Linked DNA regions of Sus scrofa: all the other regions are linked to region 3. The links are chromatin contacts, called in public HiChIP or PLAC-seq maps. All regions are on one chromosome and are shown on one strand. The core of a region is the stretch at or near the end of the contact, and the rest is flanking DNA. Distances in the headings are between cores, read along the strand shown. Region 1 holds the start of RXRB (retinoid X receptor beta). Region 2 holds the start of TAP2 (transporter 2, ATP-binding cassette, sub-family B (MDR/TAP)). Region 3 holds the start of BRD2 (bromodomain containing 2).

Region 1 (2,700 bases), core at 191-2,690, 92 kb after region 3:
AAGGGCAGCTGGGACAAAAAGGGCAAAAAAAAAAAAAAAAAAAAAAAAAAAAAAACAATCACTAATAGATGGAAAGGGACATCAAGAACACCTGGGTTCTTTTATAGGGTCGGGGAGGAGGCATGTACTGAACGATCAGTCACTTCAGGAAGGGCAAGGGGTCTCGAAAGGACTTCAGGCCTGGCAGGTCAAGGGGCCATGGGGAAGTTCACTCAAGGATGTGGAGTCACAGGAAAACAGGAAATGAAAGTGGAGAGGCAGGAAGTGGGTCACAACCTCTCACCTGGGGACTGCTGACAGGCCCGGAGAATCCTGGGGGAGCTGGAGGGGGCAGACCAGGGGACCCCATGGAAGAGCTGATGACTGGAAAGGGGGAGCCCAGTGGGGGGGGTGGCATCGGGGGTGGGGGTGGGGCCCCAGAGCCTCCAAGGGATGCAGCTGCTGAAGGTGGTAGGGGTGGCCCAGGAGGAGAAGGGGGAGCGGCCCCCTGGGGAAGGGGATTTGGGGAGGAACTGTCTGGGCTTCGGGAGTCTGGGGAGGGGTACACACAGGCAGACACAGACAGGAGAGACAAAAAGAGAAAATGAGTCTTCGATCATCCAACCGGAGACTTTTAATTCTTTCTCTGATCCCCCACCGCACCCCCACCCCACCCCACCCCACCCACCCCTTCCTAAGTTCAGAGGTACCCTGCTGTCAAACAACGGCTTAACTCCTAACTGTGGTGAGAGGAAGGGGTTGCCAAAGAAGAGGACAGTTCAGGTGAGGCACGTTCCAAGCAATGCATTTGGTCACCCCAGGCCTGGGGCATCTCGTGTGGGTGGGGCAGCACGTGGTGTGGACCAGTCAGCACCTCCATTCCCAGTTTGGAGCCAAACCAAGCAGGGAAAAGAGACAGGCGGAAGAGACCCCTCCTAGGACGCAGAATCTGCCTTCAAACGTCCAGAATCCTCAAGCTCAAGGTCTACTGTCCCACTCCTGGGATCTCAGGAGTGTAAGGCCTCAAGCGGCCGGCCACCCCTCGGACGGCGGAAGCTCCCCTTCCCCGCCCCGCCCCGGGGGGAGGGCGCTAAGGCCCTCGGGAGGGAGGGGACGCGTGTTTACAAACAAGGGGGCGGGAGCGCCTGGGAAAGAGCATCAGGGGAGGGGGGGTAGGGGCTGCTGATAACGCGGTCACTGCCTTGCCTGTCCGTCTGTTAGGACACTCACCCCGCCCGCTGTCGCCCATCCCGTCCCGTCCAGCCTGCCCCGGCTCCGGCTCCGGGGTTTGTTGTTCTCCGGCTGCCGCTGCCGCCGCCGCCGCTGCGGGATCCAGCCAGGGCCGCCGCCGCCGCCACCGGGACGCGACCCCACAATGCATTTCTTTTCGCACCCCCACCGGCCCACACTGCCCTGCGGCATGCCGCTGGGGGAGGAAGGGCGGGCGAGCCGCCCAAGACATGATTCCTGGCTGAGTGTAGGGATGCCGAGAGGGTACCAGGGATTCTCAAGAACTGATCGGGGAATTCGGCTAGCACGAGGAAGCCCCAGAGAAAAAGACTTTGGCCTGAACCGAGTCAAATTAAGCGCTTCGCTCTGCTCTGTACCCAAATGACAGCGCCGATGTGGCAGCCATCTTGGTATAGACGGGAAGTCTCCGCGCTAGTTCCCGCCCCCTCGTCTAGTTGGAAACCGAGGAGGCGGTCTCCTCCAGCCTGTTAAGCGGCCTCGCCCAGCATCCCCTCAAATAACCTCCACACTCGCGCGTGCGCGCCAGGACAGGCGCGCTTCATAGCTACCGGGATGCGGCCATATTGGTAAAGTATTGGGACCAAGGTAGAACCGAATTCCCTGTTCTCGCGGGAGCTGGAGGTGGGACTGCCACGTCCGAGCAAACCGGGAAAGGAGAGGATCCCGGAGCCGGTGAGAATAGCCCGCTTTTCTCTGCTGTCCTTTCCAAGCCTTTTTTCTCAACTAGTGGGCCATAGAGACGAGGGCCCAGAGAGTCCAAGAGTGGAGGATCAAAGCCTAGAGCGGTATCCCGGGGGCCCTACATCCGGGAAGGGGTTCGGGATAAAGAAAACGAATCTTGGGGACAATGTGGGTGGGGACAGAATGGGACGGGGAAGCGGTCCATAGACGTGGACAGAGGGCGCTATCGGAGTAAAGCGGACCCTGTATAGGTATACAGTTGAGGGTCAAGTGGAGTCATTGTCTGTGTCCCTCTGGTCAGCGTGATGGCCAGAGGCCTGGGGGCCCCCCACAGGGTGGCCGTGGGACTGCTGACGTGGGCAGCCTTGGGGCTGCTAGTGGCCGGACACGGGGGTCATGGCGACCTGTACGAAGACCTGCAGGAGGACTTGCATGGCCACAGCCACAGGCATTCACATGAGGATTTCCACCATGGACACAGCCATGCCCATGGCCATGGCCATACTCATGAGAGCATCTGGCATGGGCATACCCACGGTCACGATCATGGACATTCACATGAGGATTTGCACCATGGCCATATTCATGGCGACTCCCATGAGAGCCTCTACCACCCAGGACACGGACATGACCATGAGCACAGCCATGGAGGCTATGGGGAATCTGGGGCTCCAGGCATCAAGCAGGACTTGGACACTGTCACTCTCTGGGCCTATGTGAGTCCCCCGGGATGGGGCAGAGGGGGGCGAGTTCTGGATTGTTGGGAAGTCCCACACCTCTTGACCCCTG
Region 2 (2,700 bases), core at 112-2,611, 94 kb before region 3:
TATTTTGTGCCTTGTGCACAAAATGGTCTGAAAACAGAGTTAGGAAAGTGAGGGCCCCTGTCAACACCTGGAGCCAGCAAATCACCCATCACCTACCTCCCAACGGAGAAAAGACTCATGAACAAGATGGCGCTGACAAAGGCATCAGGGTCAAAATCACCCCCCAGGATGTCAATCACGAGGCCAGAATAGTAAGGGATTAGTGTCTCACCTGCAAGAGACATGAGGACCACAGTGAATAGGCTGCTGCCAAGGGCCTTTTCCCACCTCCAATTCACTGCGCCCTCTCCTGACTCACCCAACACGGCAAGGACAAGAAAGAAGAAGGCAGCAGCCAGGAAAGGCCAGTCCGGCCAGGAGAGCTTCAGCAACCTCCACATCAAAGCTCTGTTGTTCTCCTGGTCCTCCTTCTTCTCCTGGGCTCCTGGAGGGCTCAGCACTGCCCACACTGCCCAGCTGAGCCCCGCAGCCCCGGACCCCAGCAGCAGCCAGCTCCAAGGGGCTGAAGCCACTCTGGCTGGGGGAGCACTCAAGGCTCCTGGGACCAGGGCCCTCAAGGAGAGAAAGAAGGGGATCACCAGGCAGAGGGGGCACAGCAGTGTCCGCACATATCCCAGCAGCCCTCCCAGCCTCAGCAGCCACCAAAGCCCTCCAAGTCGCAAGATGCCCTCCAGCCACAGGCCTGGAAGCCCTCGAGGAAGCAGAGCCTCCAGAGGTCCCTGGAGCAGCCAGAGTAAGGCCGAGTCCGCCAGCAGCAGGGCGGCCCAGGGTCTCAGGTCAGGGAGCCGCATGGCGAGGTCTGTGGGGAGAAGGGGAGAAGTGCCAGGGGTGGAGTCCCAGTCCTCGGCGCTACCCCCGCCCCCATTCCCACTCCTCCCAACGCGCCCATGGGCTTCCCACTCGATTTACCCAACCCTACCGAGTACCCTGTGCTCCCTCCTAGGACACAAGGCATTCGGCCTGACCGAAGGCGCTGGGAAGCCTGACCACCTGCAGCCTCATCTTAAAAAAAAAAAGTCCCATTACCCTCCCCCCAACCCCCGCCCCACTCCTCTGCCAGCCGCCGCCGTGTTCCAGCGGGCGGCCGGGCGGTCCCTGCCTCGCTCCCTCTCTTCCCCCGGACCTTAGGGACAGGAATCACCGTACACCGAGCGGGGGAGGCGGTAGGTGGGCTGCGTCCCCTTAGCGCTCTAGACTTCCACCCGCCCCACTCACCAGCGGCGGCTTCTGCGATGCAGCTCCAGGGATCTTTCCTTTAAGTGCGGAGGGCTGAGCTCGGAGGGCTGAGCTCGGAACCCCCTCGCACTGTCTCAACGTTGTCTCCCCTCGATCTGCGGGCGATGCTCTCCGGGCCGGGGCGTCCCGGCTCCCCGCGCCTTTCGCTTTCGCTTCCCCAGCGCGTGCCTTGTTCTGTGCCCGGCGGCCAGCAGGGGGCGCGCGACACCGCAGACCCAGGGACACGCCCAAGTCCCGCTCCACTTGCCAGGCCCGGGCTTAAATCGCCCACTCTCAGCAGCAGTTACTCTATCATAGGAAACGGTTGCATTTCTTAAATTGCCACTAAGAAAATTGCCACGAAATAGTTGGAGAACCGCTGGATTTTCTTACCTCAAGTTCTCTTTGCCCCAGCCCTGAACCTGTTTTGAGAACTGCTCTCTTTTCTTATCAAAGCTCCAGTTGTAGGCTCTTGAGATAGAAAAAACAGAGCCAGATCCCGAGCAAGAAACACACAGAATTTCTCCTAAATAGAAGCCGCAACTGCTCCTACCAGGACCTACCATGGGTTTCAACTTACAGATTTTGAGCTGAGAAGGCCTCACCCCGTGTCGTCTTCTATCTTTGTCAACAGCTCCTGAGCAGAGAATGTGTCAGACACCTCTAAATTGATGCTCCAAATTAAGCTGGGAGCACTGTCGGTACATGAAGGAAGGGGACTTTGTTTCTTGGTCTATTTTAACACTGAGTAGCACAGGAATCCGATTTCCATGGGTCCTGCCTGATCCAGGGCCTGTCTATGGACTGTGAAGCTTGCTTTATTCCAGAAATAACAATTCAGGTTGAAACTACCTCCCAGACTCAAAATAACCCCCAAGGGAGGATCACTTGGAGTCCAGTGGATTCCAGTCCATCTTTTTGAAAGGTCATTGGCGTGAGGAGGAGTGAGTCACTTCAAATTTAAAGTGGGGAGGGGGAGATTGAAGTTAGGGAATTACTAAAACTTCTCCAACCCTGTCCATGTGGGGATTTTAAGGATCTCTCTAATGGAAAAGCTCCACGCTCAGCTGCTTCCTACAAGCTCTTCCTTTGAACAACTCTCCTTGGAGCCATGACATTGTCCTGCTCCCTCCTGCAGCTCCAGAGTGACGCAGAGGCTCTCGTATGTCTCATCTTTCCCAGCTAGTTACTTTTTCCTCATGTTCCCCACCTCAGCGAGTCCTTCTTATCTCCTCTTCCATTTCAATCACGGTCTTGTCATCTAGCAATTGAGTGTGACACAGCATGAAACTGAACCCCGAATGTCCATCGTTCCACTTCCTATCCAGTCTCTCCACCGTGTTCGAGGTCAGTGGGACCACGGTGGCAATTATTATGGCCCACACGTTAGGTGGAAGCTTTCTCATCCTACTCTACAGCACCAGAAACGGTTGTTCTAAGTGTCCTTCTCCCAGATGCCCAAACCATTCACCACCGACCTCCCAA
Region 3 (2,999 bases), core at 51-2,550:
GTGACCTTTGCTAGGACAGCTTCAGTAGTAGAAGAAACGAGCTGAAGAATGGGGACGAGGTTGAGAGAGGAAAATTAAGACCGTTTCAGGTCTTAACTGTGCAGGAGAGCTGAGAGGTAAAAAAGAGTACAAAGGGGATGGTTTCAGGTCGTGACTGTGCAGGGGAGCTGAGAGGTAAATAAGAGTGTACAAGGGGATGCAATATCGATAAGGTTATTTCCTTTCTTTCCTTGTTTTTAGGCTGGGAAACCCATAAAAGGAAGAAGTTAAAAATGCCAATTGGGAGAAAAATGGAGGATAGCTTCAGACTAATACCTAAATGTGACCAGGTCAAAAAAGAAAAATTTCCTTAAGCTGGAGGGGACTTCTGGTACAATGGTAAAGGAACACAGACATGTCCCAGTCGGAAAGCCAAGAGTTCTGCAAGTTGGCCTTTCTGTAATGTTCCGTTTGTGGAGAGTGGGCGTTATGAATTAAAAGTAAAAAATCTGAACCACATTCTGAGGATCAAGGGAGGGAGTATTGCCTATGAACAATAAAAGATCTGCTTTAGCTGGCAACCATCACTGGATCAGATTTTTATGGGTTTCAAGACCGAGCAAAGGGTAAAGCCTTAGAAAAAGCAGAAGTTTTAAACGGTGGAGGCAAGTCCAGAAAAAAAGTAAAAGTGTTAGGTTTTGCAGAAGGCAGAGGAGTCCAAGCACTGGCAGGTCTCAACGAAGTCTTCGTAGATTCGGGGGAAATGAGAAGTTATAAAGTAGCCTAAGACAAACAGGTCAAACAAAATGCCCACATCAACCTCCCGCGCCTCATCTCCCCGCCGCAGGCATGACGAGGGTGGTGATAAAACTCCGTCTCCCGACGTGGAACCACACTACACCCCATCCTGCAAACCCTTAAAACTCCAGGTCCAGGCCCCATTTTCCTCCACTGACAACAGCTGGGCAGCGCGCGTTTCCGCTGGACTCCGGCCAGGGCGTCCCAAGCTGCACCTTACACCTGTGGAAAAGGAACCAAGTCCAGGAGGCCGCCGGCAGTGGAGGAGGGGCCGCTGAGGCGGGAGGTCCGCGCGCGGTGCCTGCTTCCGCCCCACCCACTGCGCGCGCACTGAGCCCCGCCGCGGGAGCTGCGGCGCCCGCCCTGACGCCTGCGCACTACTGCTCTCCCCCGCTGCCTCGGGCTCTACTTTCCCTTCCCCCCCAAGTCGGTCGCACCCTTGCGCCTGCGCTGTGTGGGTTCCCGGGCTGCGGCAGCCATGCTGAACCCGTACGGAGAGGCGAGTGGGGGGGACAGGGTCGACGACAGCGAGCTAGGAAGCCGGGGATATGGAGAATCGGCGGTATTAGAGTACTCTAGGTCTGTGAGGAAAGGTCTGGGCCTTGAGGCTCCTTTGGCCCCTTGGCGCGACCCTCAGGAACCTTCGGAAAACTGGCCCCCGTGGCGGGGGGAGGGGGGGCGGCTGGCACATGACCTGGGTCAGCCAATCTGGGTGCAGCTGACGTGGCCGCGCGGTCCCGATGCTCTCCCCACCCCCCAGCTCGGTCGGGAAGGGAGGGGCTGGGGGCAACGCCCCCTCCCCCAACACAACCTCGGTTTCCGGGGGGGTGACACCCCGGATTACATCCTCCCCCCGCACCAAGCCGAGGGGAACACTGGAGCCCCCCTGGAAGGTTCCAGGATCGAGGTGAGAAGGGGCCCTTGCGGGGCGGGGATGTTGCCAGTCATTTAAGTGCCTAACCAATGATGGGGAGTCCGGGAGGATGATTTTCTTGGGGTTCAGAGAAGAATCCTAAGGATGGGAAGATTTGTCCTTCAAACAGTTTACAGCCAATGGGAGCATGGAGGGGGGCGAGCAGGAGAGGGCCCTCGTTGGGGGAGGGGAATGGCCAACCTCTGTCTCCATACCAATTGGAGGGCAAAGGGGCGTGGGGGTGGTGTGTTCCCCCTCCCCCCATTCCATTCGTCCCTTGGGGGTGCAGGAGCCTGGAGCCAGGTGAGAAGGGATCCTTTTGGTGGCCGGAGGGAGGGGTGACCTAGTGGGCTGAGGAGTGGGAGTGGTGACTAGCTCCTACCCGTAGATGTAAATACTTAGAGTTGACAACCCAGGTTGTGAACTGAGATTGTTCCCAGGCGCCCACTCCCTTTCTCCCCATAGACTGGAAGGAGCATTTCTGTGCTTCCTTTGTGTCAGCGGTAGGGAGATGGCAGTCATCACATGGCATGGTGGAGGTTACGCTTCGAGTCCTTTATCGAATTTGTGTGCATTCACGTGGACCTGGCCTCCGGAGCCTTCGTTGCCCTGGTGGGGTCTTAGTTGAGCATGGGTCTACCCCAAACTGGGGAGGGCTTGCTGGCTGAAAACTCGGGGGTCCCCTGGGGAGCAGAAACCAGGACCAACGTGGGTCTTGAGAAGGGTTGGAAATCGTGGCTTGGGACAGGAGAGAGCGAGTCTCAGGACCTGGAATGATTTCACAGCTCCAAAGGTTTCGGGTTTCTCCAGGGTGGCGTCTTTTGCCTCTTTCACCCCCTCCCCCATTCCTGAACAGATCTCTCCTTGTGTACTGCGGGGGAGGGAACGGAAAGGAGGGAAGAGTTACTTTTCCAAATTACTGAGTAGCAGTGGCCTCCCCTGTGACTCATGTGGGGGAAGGGAGGATTGGAAGGGAGCGGAGAGCAGTGATTTTCCGGAATGCAGGGAAATAAGCCAGAGTAATGTCTGGCTGCCCTTTCCCTTTCTAAGGCTCCGTATTCTCTCGACCTCCTAAATTTTTCTTCCCTGATCGGTCCCCTGATGGGCCTCAGGGCAGATTTGCAAGGCCCCGGGTGGAGAAAAGCAGATTGAGGAGGCTGGGCCACTAGGGGGAGGGGAATGGGGGAGGGGAGAAGGCCTCTGCAAAGTTGCTGTGTCATTGCTTGCCCTGCTGCAGCCTCCCCGGCGGGCTCGGCTGTGCTTTGGGGGCCGAGGCCTGATCGGAGGTGGGGGCGGGGAGGCAAAGTGA

What was found. HiChIP or PLAC-seq counts read pairs in DNA pulled down with a chosen protein or histone mark.
Region 1: a contact with region 3 is called in an H3K27ac HiChIP or PLAC-seq map of alveolar macrophages. The contact joins the promoter of RXRB here to the promoter of BRD2 in region 3. A contact is called at or near these places in 2 of 5 promoter capture datasets (fetal liver and liver), 5 of 47 Hi-C or Micro-C datasets (brain, epiblast stem cells, fetal skeletal muscle and 1 more) and 2 of 2 datasets of contacts at active chromatin or transcription factors (alveolar macrophages and skeletal muscle).
Region 2: a contact with region 3 is called in an H3K27ac HiChIP or PLAC-seq map of alveolar macrophages. The contact joins the promoter of TAP2 here to the promoter of BRD2 in region 3. A contact is called at or near these places in 1 of 5 promoter capture datasets (fetal liver), 4 of 47 Hi-C or Micro-C datasets (blood, embryonic fibroblasts, epiblast stem cells and 1 more) and 2 of 2 datasets of contacts at active chromatin or transcription factors (alveolar macrophages and skeletal muscle).

Annotation. Positions count from the first base shown.
Region 1 is chr7:25,241,214-25,243,913 of Sscrofa11.1, forward strand. It overlaps RXRB (retinoid X receptor beta), which reads right to left and starts at 1,441. Exons shown (of 10, transcript NM_001190246.1): 1 at 1,210-1,441; 2 at 284-531. The coding sequence starts at 1,441. SLC39A7 (solute carrier family 39 member 7) reads left to right here and starts at 1,797. Exons shown (of 7, transcript NM_001131045.1): 1 at 1,797-2,627. The coding sequence starts at 2,217.
Region 2 is chr7:25,055,502-25,058,201 of Sscrofa11.1, forward strand. It overlaps TAP2 (transporter 2, ATP-binding cassette, sub-family B (MDR/TAP)), which reads right to left and starts at 1,362. Exons shown (of 12, transcript NM_001206441.1): 1 at 1,216-1,362; 2 at 299-799; 3 at 97-211. The coding sequence starts at 791.
Region 3 is chr7:25,149,358-25,152,356 of Sscrofa11.1, forward strand. BRD2 (bromodomain containing 2) reads left to right here and starts at 1,301. Exons shown (of 13, transcript NM_001123085.1): 1 at 1,301-1,684.